2 separate regions of the Rattus norvegicus genome follow, and region 2 is linked to region 1. Evidence: chromatin contacts called from public Hi-C data. All regions are on one chromosome and are shown on one strand. The core of a region is the stretch at or near the end of the contact, and the rest is flanking DNA. Distances in the headings are between cores, read along the strand shown.

Region 1 (3,696 bases), core at 492-2,991:
TTGTGATGAATTAAAAAAAAAAAGTCTCGTAGAATTATCAAGGGAAGGGAGGTCTGCCTCTGGGCTAGCACTGGGCAACTTAAATGTAATATAAATCTTACAGATAATTATGGTGATCAATATAAACAAAATATTATCACTTCAACATATAACTAATCCAAACCAAGACACACATGCAAGATCTTGCTTTCAATGGTACCAGGTCTTTGAAGCAGAGGTGGGTCAAGCATTCACATGCCACGTCTGTGTGGCCTGGCCACATTTCAGCTTGCTCAGCAGTGATGAGTGTGTACTGGTCACTCAGCTCTTGTCCCTCAGCACTAAGAAATCACCTGGACAAGAAGCACTCATGTAAGCAGAGGGACAATAAGCAGCAGGGGCCTCGAACCTCATTCCAGCTGCTAGGGAAAGGGGGTTTGCCAACAACTGGCATACCCAAGGGGGAGACCTGGAGGTCGGTGAGCAGCTTGTCATAATGGCCTCAATTTTATTAGGACCGGCTGTTAGAACATACATACATACATACATACATACATACATACATACACACACACACACACACACACACACACACACACACACACACAAATCAATCAATCAACCAATCACTCAATCAACCAATCAGAACTCTCCTTCTCAGCCTGGTTTTGAAGGGTAGGTACAAAGGAAAGACACATGTTTAAAAATCTAAAACAAATTTAAGTTTAGGAAGGCTACTGTTGGAGAACCACAGGAAGAGCCTTGAACTTGAAGTCAAAACAGGTTAGCCTAGGGTCAGGTCTCTGTGCTCACGGACTGAGTCATTACTTTGTCCCGACTTGGGTCTTCTTGGCTGTATAAAGGAAGGGTAGCATAATTCTTGTGTACCTCACACAGAAATAAGTATAGCCTAGCATGTTCTGCAGCCTGGAAAATCCAGTCCAAATCCGTATTACTGTCATGACTCAGAACCCAAGCTTACTATTCACTTAGTCTGTCGCCCGGGGCAAGTCACCTTTTCCCTACGTGCTTCCAATTTCTCTTATGTAATATGAGGTTGGGTTTAATGAACTGTAAAGTTTTATTCCTAAGTAAACTTTTCCTCACCCCAAACACAAACGTCCCCTACTCAACAGGGAAACCTCTCAGTCAGGTCTAGAGACCATGGGCCACGAGTGAACAGACTCAGAACAAGTGGAGAGTGAGTGAATTCATTGTGTGGGTTTGGTTTTTCTTTTTTCTTTTTTTCTTTTTTGTGACTACTGCAAGCCAAGCCCTGGCTGGGAAAGAGCGGCCCACCCCTCTGACTCATGAGAAGAAAAGACTTGGGAAAGAGAACAGGTTCCTAACAGTAAGGATAGGAGATGCATACTGGCAAGTCAGCAGAGCACAGGCAGGTGAGTCAATAAAGGCCAGACAGCCCAACTCTGGGTGACCCAGGGAGAGCGGGTAAGCCTTTCTAGAGCAACCACTTAGTACCATCTGCCGGCTCTCTCCTTGGAAAAAGAAAGCCAGAGAATAAGCTTTGAGGAAATCTCCTGATTCTGTACCTTACCAAAAGCATTTGCAGGTCGAGCGTAGGAGCCATCTCGGGGTTACACTTGGGTGGTCTCTGATGGGGGAGGGGGAGAGAACTACAAAGCACATCAGGCTAATGAAAGACCTTGCTGTGTTTTCCCAACCTGTCATCAAACCAACACTCTGGAAAAGAAAGGAGCAACAATAATGGAGGAGGTTCCAAACAGTGGTAGATGTGACTCAGGGGACAGAAGGAGCGCCAAGAAAGGAGAGTTAGTGACAACCAAAATGGTGATTTAGGGCCTGGAGGAGCCAAGAACTGATGACAGAGACAAGCAGGCAAAGACAGTGAGAGGAATAAGGGGACCCTTCGAGCATTATGGAAACAAACAAACAAACAAACAAACAAACAAACAAACAGCAGAGATATGTTAGAGCCACAAGCTGAGGTGAACAGAATCATGTCATGGATTCCTCAGGAGATACAAAGGCAGATCACGTTCCCACATTAAAGGAGAATGAACCAAGGGAAAGGAAGTAAGTGGCACGCACAGCAGACAGAAAAGAGAAATGATGTGTGAGATGAAAGGCCTGGGGAAGACGGCGAGTTCACAGCCAGAGAAGCTGCTCACAGCCGACGCACAGAAGAGCTTACAAGACAGACACAAGCACAACCCCAGCACTCGGGAGGTGCTGGTCCCTACTAGTTCTGAAGCAATACACCCACAGCTAATCCCAGCGCCGGGGGGAGAGACCAGTGCACAACTTTACGGCTGATATCGGTTGATGTCCGTGTCCTCTGGGAACCGGCAATGCACGCCGCCTGTCTGTGTCTCTATCGTAGGTACATACTCACGTCGTAAATCAGAAACACCCATTAACCAGGAGGATACATTCCAACAACACGTTTTACTTTCCAGAACCTCATTACCAGACATTGGGAATACCTCTATCCCAAGAGGTACAGAGCATGGAATTGTCATTAAATTCTAAGTAAAATTTAGTCAATGAGGAATGACACGCAGACAGAAATTCCACAGCAATGTGTACGCGGCTAATAAATCAGTGAGTGAGCATTCCCCATGTCCTAGATTCCTACAGTGTGAGAGCGAGGGGATGCATGGGGGTGGAGGAGGAAGGTAGAGGTTCCTCGCAGGGCATGTGTGCTTAGCCCAGGTTGTGGTGTATGGGAGGTTTTTATTATAAAACGTAACATTGTTTCATACCACTGAGGAAAAGACCTTTCTAGAGCATTCTATTGCATTATACAGAAGATTTTCCTCCCAATTATTTTATCATCAGAACGGTTCTGTTCGAGCCATCCATACACCACACATGCACACCAACTCCCAGAACATTATAAAGACTCCATTTAGTTCTTCTCCCACATGAGATCAAATTGGGTTTCCTTTGCTTGGGAAAGCCCTAGTTACTAGCAATATTTAGAATGTATATGACAATATAACAAACCTATTTCAAAAATAAAGTTTAACATATTTCAAAATATTATGACTCTGACTCGTTTTTCTGTAACAAAGGCAGCCTCAGACTTTGATGTTGACTAATCAGTCATTCTGAGAGCAAACATCCGAGAAGTCAGAAATGCTTTTGTAGTTTTATGGAGAATAAAATCTCTATAGACCTAAGCAAAGCTGGATCTGAGTCCTATCCGAAGGCTCGTCATCACGTACCCCCAGAAGCTAGGGAGGCAAGAGCCTAGGGCAGACTACAGGCGAGTCACTGGGCAATGACTGGCCACTTCCTTTAAGTAAGATGCTTGTCTGGAAGTGGTAAAAATAAATAAGTCAGAGTTTACCTACTCCTTCTTGTGTAGTTTAAAAAAAAAACATTGATTATTGGTTCTGCCATGATATGGAGAGGGATAAAGCAATGTAATGCTGTTAGGACATAATGAAGAAGAACGGGCTATTTATCTAGTTTTCTATGTATTGCATAGAGGCTTATTCATCTCCTCTTTATGCTTCCGAGATTATATTATGGGAGTAAAGTGGTAAAAATAGTCCATATGTGACTGTATTCTCAAGGGAGTCAGGAAAAGAGTGAATCGCCCCCACACACTACCAGAGCCGTAGCCCATGCCTACCAGGGAAGCTGCAAACTTGGCATTACAGAAGTAACATGCGGATGGGGATGTTCGGATTGGGTTTCATAGAATGGATTTTGTTGTATGGGAGAATT
Region 2 (3,974 bases), core at 265-2,764, 120 kb after region 1:
ACACAAAAGTGCTTCCTCTGCATAGTCCAGCTTGGCGTTGGAATGTGTTTTCTGAGCTCCAAAGTCAACAATTAAAAACAAAACAGGCTTCTTAAATGATTCCCATTAATCCCTGAAGATATCTAGAACCTCACTGGGCAGAAAGAACTAGCAAGCAATAAACAGGATTTATGAAAAAGCAATAAAGGACTGATATTGGCTGCCTAATGAAGTCTTCAACTTATTGGAGAACCTAAGCAAAATCGACTGAAAGTTTCCTCTGTGTAAAATAATACTTTTAAATCCAACGACCTTCCCAAATTTGAAACTACCGTTATCATTTAGGAAGCCTTGCCTTGGGTGATACAAATGTTTCTTCCCCGTCTGAGAACAGAACAGCTTAATCTTATCCAACGCCTTCCCCAATTTAAAAAAAACAAAAACAAAAACAAAAACAAAAAAAACAAAAAAACAAAAAAACAGAGCTGATGGTTGGCAATTCTAAAAGATATAACCAAGACCTGCTTGAAAATAGCTAAAAATTATCACCCTTTCCGGCATGGTTGACAAACTCTGAAACAGATTTCTGAACGGCTTGTCCTAATCCCATTCAGAAAAAAATCTAGCAAAATGGTCACCAAGAATTCGACGATGGAATGCTAGGCTGAAAACTCTGGGTACAATCCGGGGGGTTAAAAGCGGGCCCCTTCAGGAGGTGGGAGAAAGAGTATTTGAAGCCAGTTGGTGCGTCGCTGTCCCCCATCACCACCATCACCCCAATCAATGTTTAAATGTGGATGCCTAGGAGGAGAAGAGGGTGAAAGGATTTGGAGGCTACATTAACAGCTGTTCCTAGCTAGTCAGTTCTGGGGAGAGCCAGGATGCGCCCCTCTTCCCACGGTGGGGCACAGGTAGTCCCCAACCCCGTAGCATGGCGCTTGCCAGAGACACACCCCAGAACCAGGTGTCGCCAGCCGGGGACAGAGCTGACCCTGGGAGCGGAGGCTGCGGCCGGGTAGCTCCGGAACTAGGGATCTCACCCAATTGCCTCCTCTCAACCTCCCTTTAGGTCAAATCCAGGACAAAAAATTGCCCAACACCGATCGTTGGAAGTTTTCAAGGACTTAAAGAAAAATAAAGATGCAGCCTTAAGTTGGCGAAAGTCAGCGCCGCGGAGTGCGGCGGGAAGCAGACTAGCGACCCCGCGGGGATGAGCTCAGCGACAGTCCCCGGAGACTGCCACCCCGGAGGCAGGGGGACCCGGTTGCGTCCGGGAAGAGCGCGGCCCCGAGACCCGGCAGCTTCGGAAGAGGCGAGAGAGGCCGCGGGGCTCGTTCCCAGCAGGTCCGGGAGACCCAAAGGGGAAGCGCAGGGACCAGCCCGCGCGCACAACCAGGATGCGGCGACCACCCGCCACCACTCCGCGCCCTGCGTCCCCCACTCGCCGCACGCCCTACCTCGCGCCTCCGCTGCTCGCCTTTGTTCGCGGCCCCGCAGCGCTGGCAGATGCAGCCCCGCCGAGCCCGCTGCCCGTGTGGCTCGGCCGCCGCGGTGGCACCCGGAGCCTCCTCACGGCCGCCCCCCTCGCGCGCGCTCGCACAGCACGCCACCGCCGCCGCCTCCCACCCGCCCAGCGAGGAGGGCGGGGGAACGCGACGCCGCGGGGAGGAGGAGGAGGAGGAGGCGGAGGCCGCGCGCAGTAGGCGCCCGGGGACTGGAGGGACGCACCACAGCGCCGCCCGCCGCTCGGGGACCCGCGCCGGAGCCCCACAGCGGGCGGCGGCCTCGGGGACGCACCAACGGGGAGGGAGGCTCCGGGACCCACGCCTTCACCGGGAGGACGCGCGCCCGGAGCGAATGGAGCTCCCCGGGAGGAGGGCGGTGGGAGTGGCGCCGAGGGACCAGGAAGAGGCTGGGACAAGGGCGCCCTGCCGGCCTCCGGCTCCGCCTGGCCGGTGCCTGGAGACTGACTCTTCACGGTGGCCAGGGATGGGAGTGGCCCTGCCGGGAACCGATCGCGCTTTGCTGGGCGTGCACACTCCCTGGGTGATTGCAGAGAAAGAGAAGTGGGACCCCGTAGTTCTGGGATCGGGGATACTGACCACCTATGGATCTCGGGGCCCGCCTACTCCACCCAACAATCCACCCCACATCTGCAGCAGCCAAGGGGTGCAAATCCAAGCAAGTTTGGAGAATTTCAAAATGAGAAAGAAAAAAAAATTAGAAAAATTAACGCCCGTCTTGGGGAGACTCTTCCTACCTGTCTAAAATGGGGTGTATTCAAAGTCTGACCCAGGTGGGCCGGCGCCTTGAAGCTGGCTAGGAGGTACCTCTTTTATCTGCGCCTTGGAGGCAGCCATCATCAACATCTCTGTAATCTTTTTCTGTTGCCCGGGGCACACACCTGTGTACTCTGAAGTGCGGGCTTGCAAAAACGGGTGTCCAAGAGTGTGTGTGTGTGTGTGTGTGTGTGTGTGTGTGTGTGTGTGTGTGTGTAAGCTTGTTTGTCAAACTTTTTTCAGAGACGAGTTAAATGTTGTCAAAGAGTATGATTTCGTTTATACTTACTGTCAGTTTACCAAAAGTTACTTCGAGAGAGATTGCGTATGAAATTCCTGCCAGGCCACCAACCAAGCTGACAATTTGAAAAGGAATATCAGGTTATCAGTTCTTTTGTCTCCACTAGAGCCACTGCTATATCATTTGAGATAAATGAGGATCATTCAAGTTAAGAAAAAAAATTATAGCAAGTAACAATTATCAGTCACTTTAAGCCAGGCACCGTGCTAAAGACTTAAACATATTAATTCCATTCTCACAACAGCCCTTTATGTCATGCGTCCCAGCTTTGTTCTAAAGAGACTAATAGGCTGAGACTTATACTATATGAATACCAAAAATAATTGCCCACTTCCTTTCCTGCTAGAAGGGGAACAAGTATGTGTTCATATTTGCTGAAAAAGACAGGGAAAGATTGGATGAGAGAATGAGGAGAAAAAGAGATTATCTACAAACAGCACTCTGAAAGTGACTGGCTGCCGAAACTGGAAATGGAGGTTAGGTACAGTGGAAAATCAGAGTCAGAAAACAGACCTATTTGGGGGGTTATTAAGACTGAAGATCAACCTAGGTAACTTCCCTACATCACAGTGGAAGACTCAAGTCCAGCTCTCCGATTCCAAGTCCTGTTTCTTTCCTCTAAAAAAGGGAGAGGGTGGACTTAATCGCATAATTAATCTCGTGTTGTGTTGCTTACTCTTGCAAAGCAGTGACCAAAAGACAGACAGAAACAATGGGGGAGGGAGTGTTTCAGTTCGCAGTTTTGATGAAAACTTTGCCCTGTGTACTAGCACAAGATATCACTGTGGACAAGATATCATTGTGGAGGAGTGTTCACCTTAAGACAGACAGGAAGCTGAAAGAGAACCCAAGAAGGAAGGAACCAGGCCAAGTGATAGCCCCCAAGGATAAACTCCCACTGACAATGTCTTGGCCCCACCTTCCTTTGCACCTCCTCCCAATAACACCATCATATGAATCCTCGAAGAGATCCATACATTAATTGATCAGATCAAAGCCCCTGGAAATCAATCACCTTCCCAAAGTGCATGGACTAACAACCAAGTTTATTTCTTCTACTGCTTGGCTTTTTGTTTGTTGTTTACACAAAGTCTCATTGTGTAGCCCTGGCTGGCCTAGAGCTCATAGAGATCTGTTGGCCATGGTGTGGTACATGCCCTTAGTCTTAGTACACCCGAGGCTGAAGCGTCTGGGTCTCTGCGAGTTTGAGGCCAGCTTTGTTTACATAGTGAGTTCCAGGGCAGCCCAAACTACATAGAGAGACCCTGGAGAAAGGGGGGCAGGGGAGGGAGAAGGAAAGGGAGGGAGAGGAGGAGAAGGGGGAGAGGGAGAGAAGGAAGAAGAGGAAGAGGAGGAGATGAAAGTGAAGATTACTCACTTGTCCCTGCCTCTCTGCCTTCTAAGTGCTGATTTAA

What was found. Hi-C and Micro-C count contacts between places; a contact is called where the count stands out from the background.
Region 2: a Hi-C map of the Rat2 cell line shows a contact between it and region 1, with 2.7 times the contacts expected there. The contact joins the promoter of Sh3rf1 here to the enhancer-like site in region 1. A contact is called at or near these places in 4 of 12 Hi-C or Micro-C datasets (the A7r5 cell line, the Rat2 cell line, hepatocytes and 1 more).

The regions. Positions count from the first base shown.
Region 1 is chr16:33,793,505-33,797,200 of GRCr8, forward strand. All of the region lies in intron 4 of Sh3rf1 (SH3 domain containing ring finger 1), which reads right to left. Among named protein-coding and RNA genes, the nearest start is that of Sh3rf1, 120 kb to the right of the region's middle. Within about 2 kb of position 1,742, at least 7 of the 93 cell types and tissues checked have an H3K27ac peak or open chromatin away from gene starts, as enhancers often do. A contact at or near this core is called in the A7r5 cell line, where this site is marked.
Region 2 is chr16:33,910,613-33,914,586 of GRCr8, forward strand. Sh3rf1 (SH3 domain containing ring finger 1) reads right to left here and starts at 1,515. Exons shown (of 12, transcript NM_198764.2): 1 at 1,437-1,515.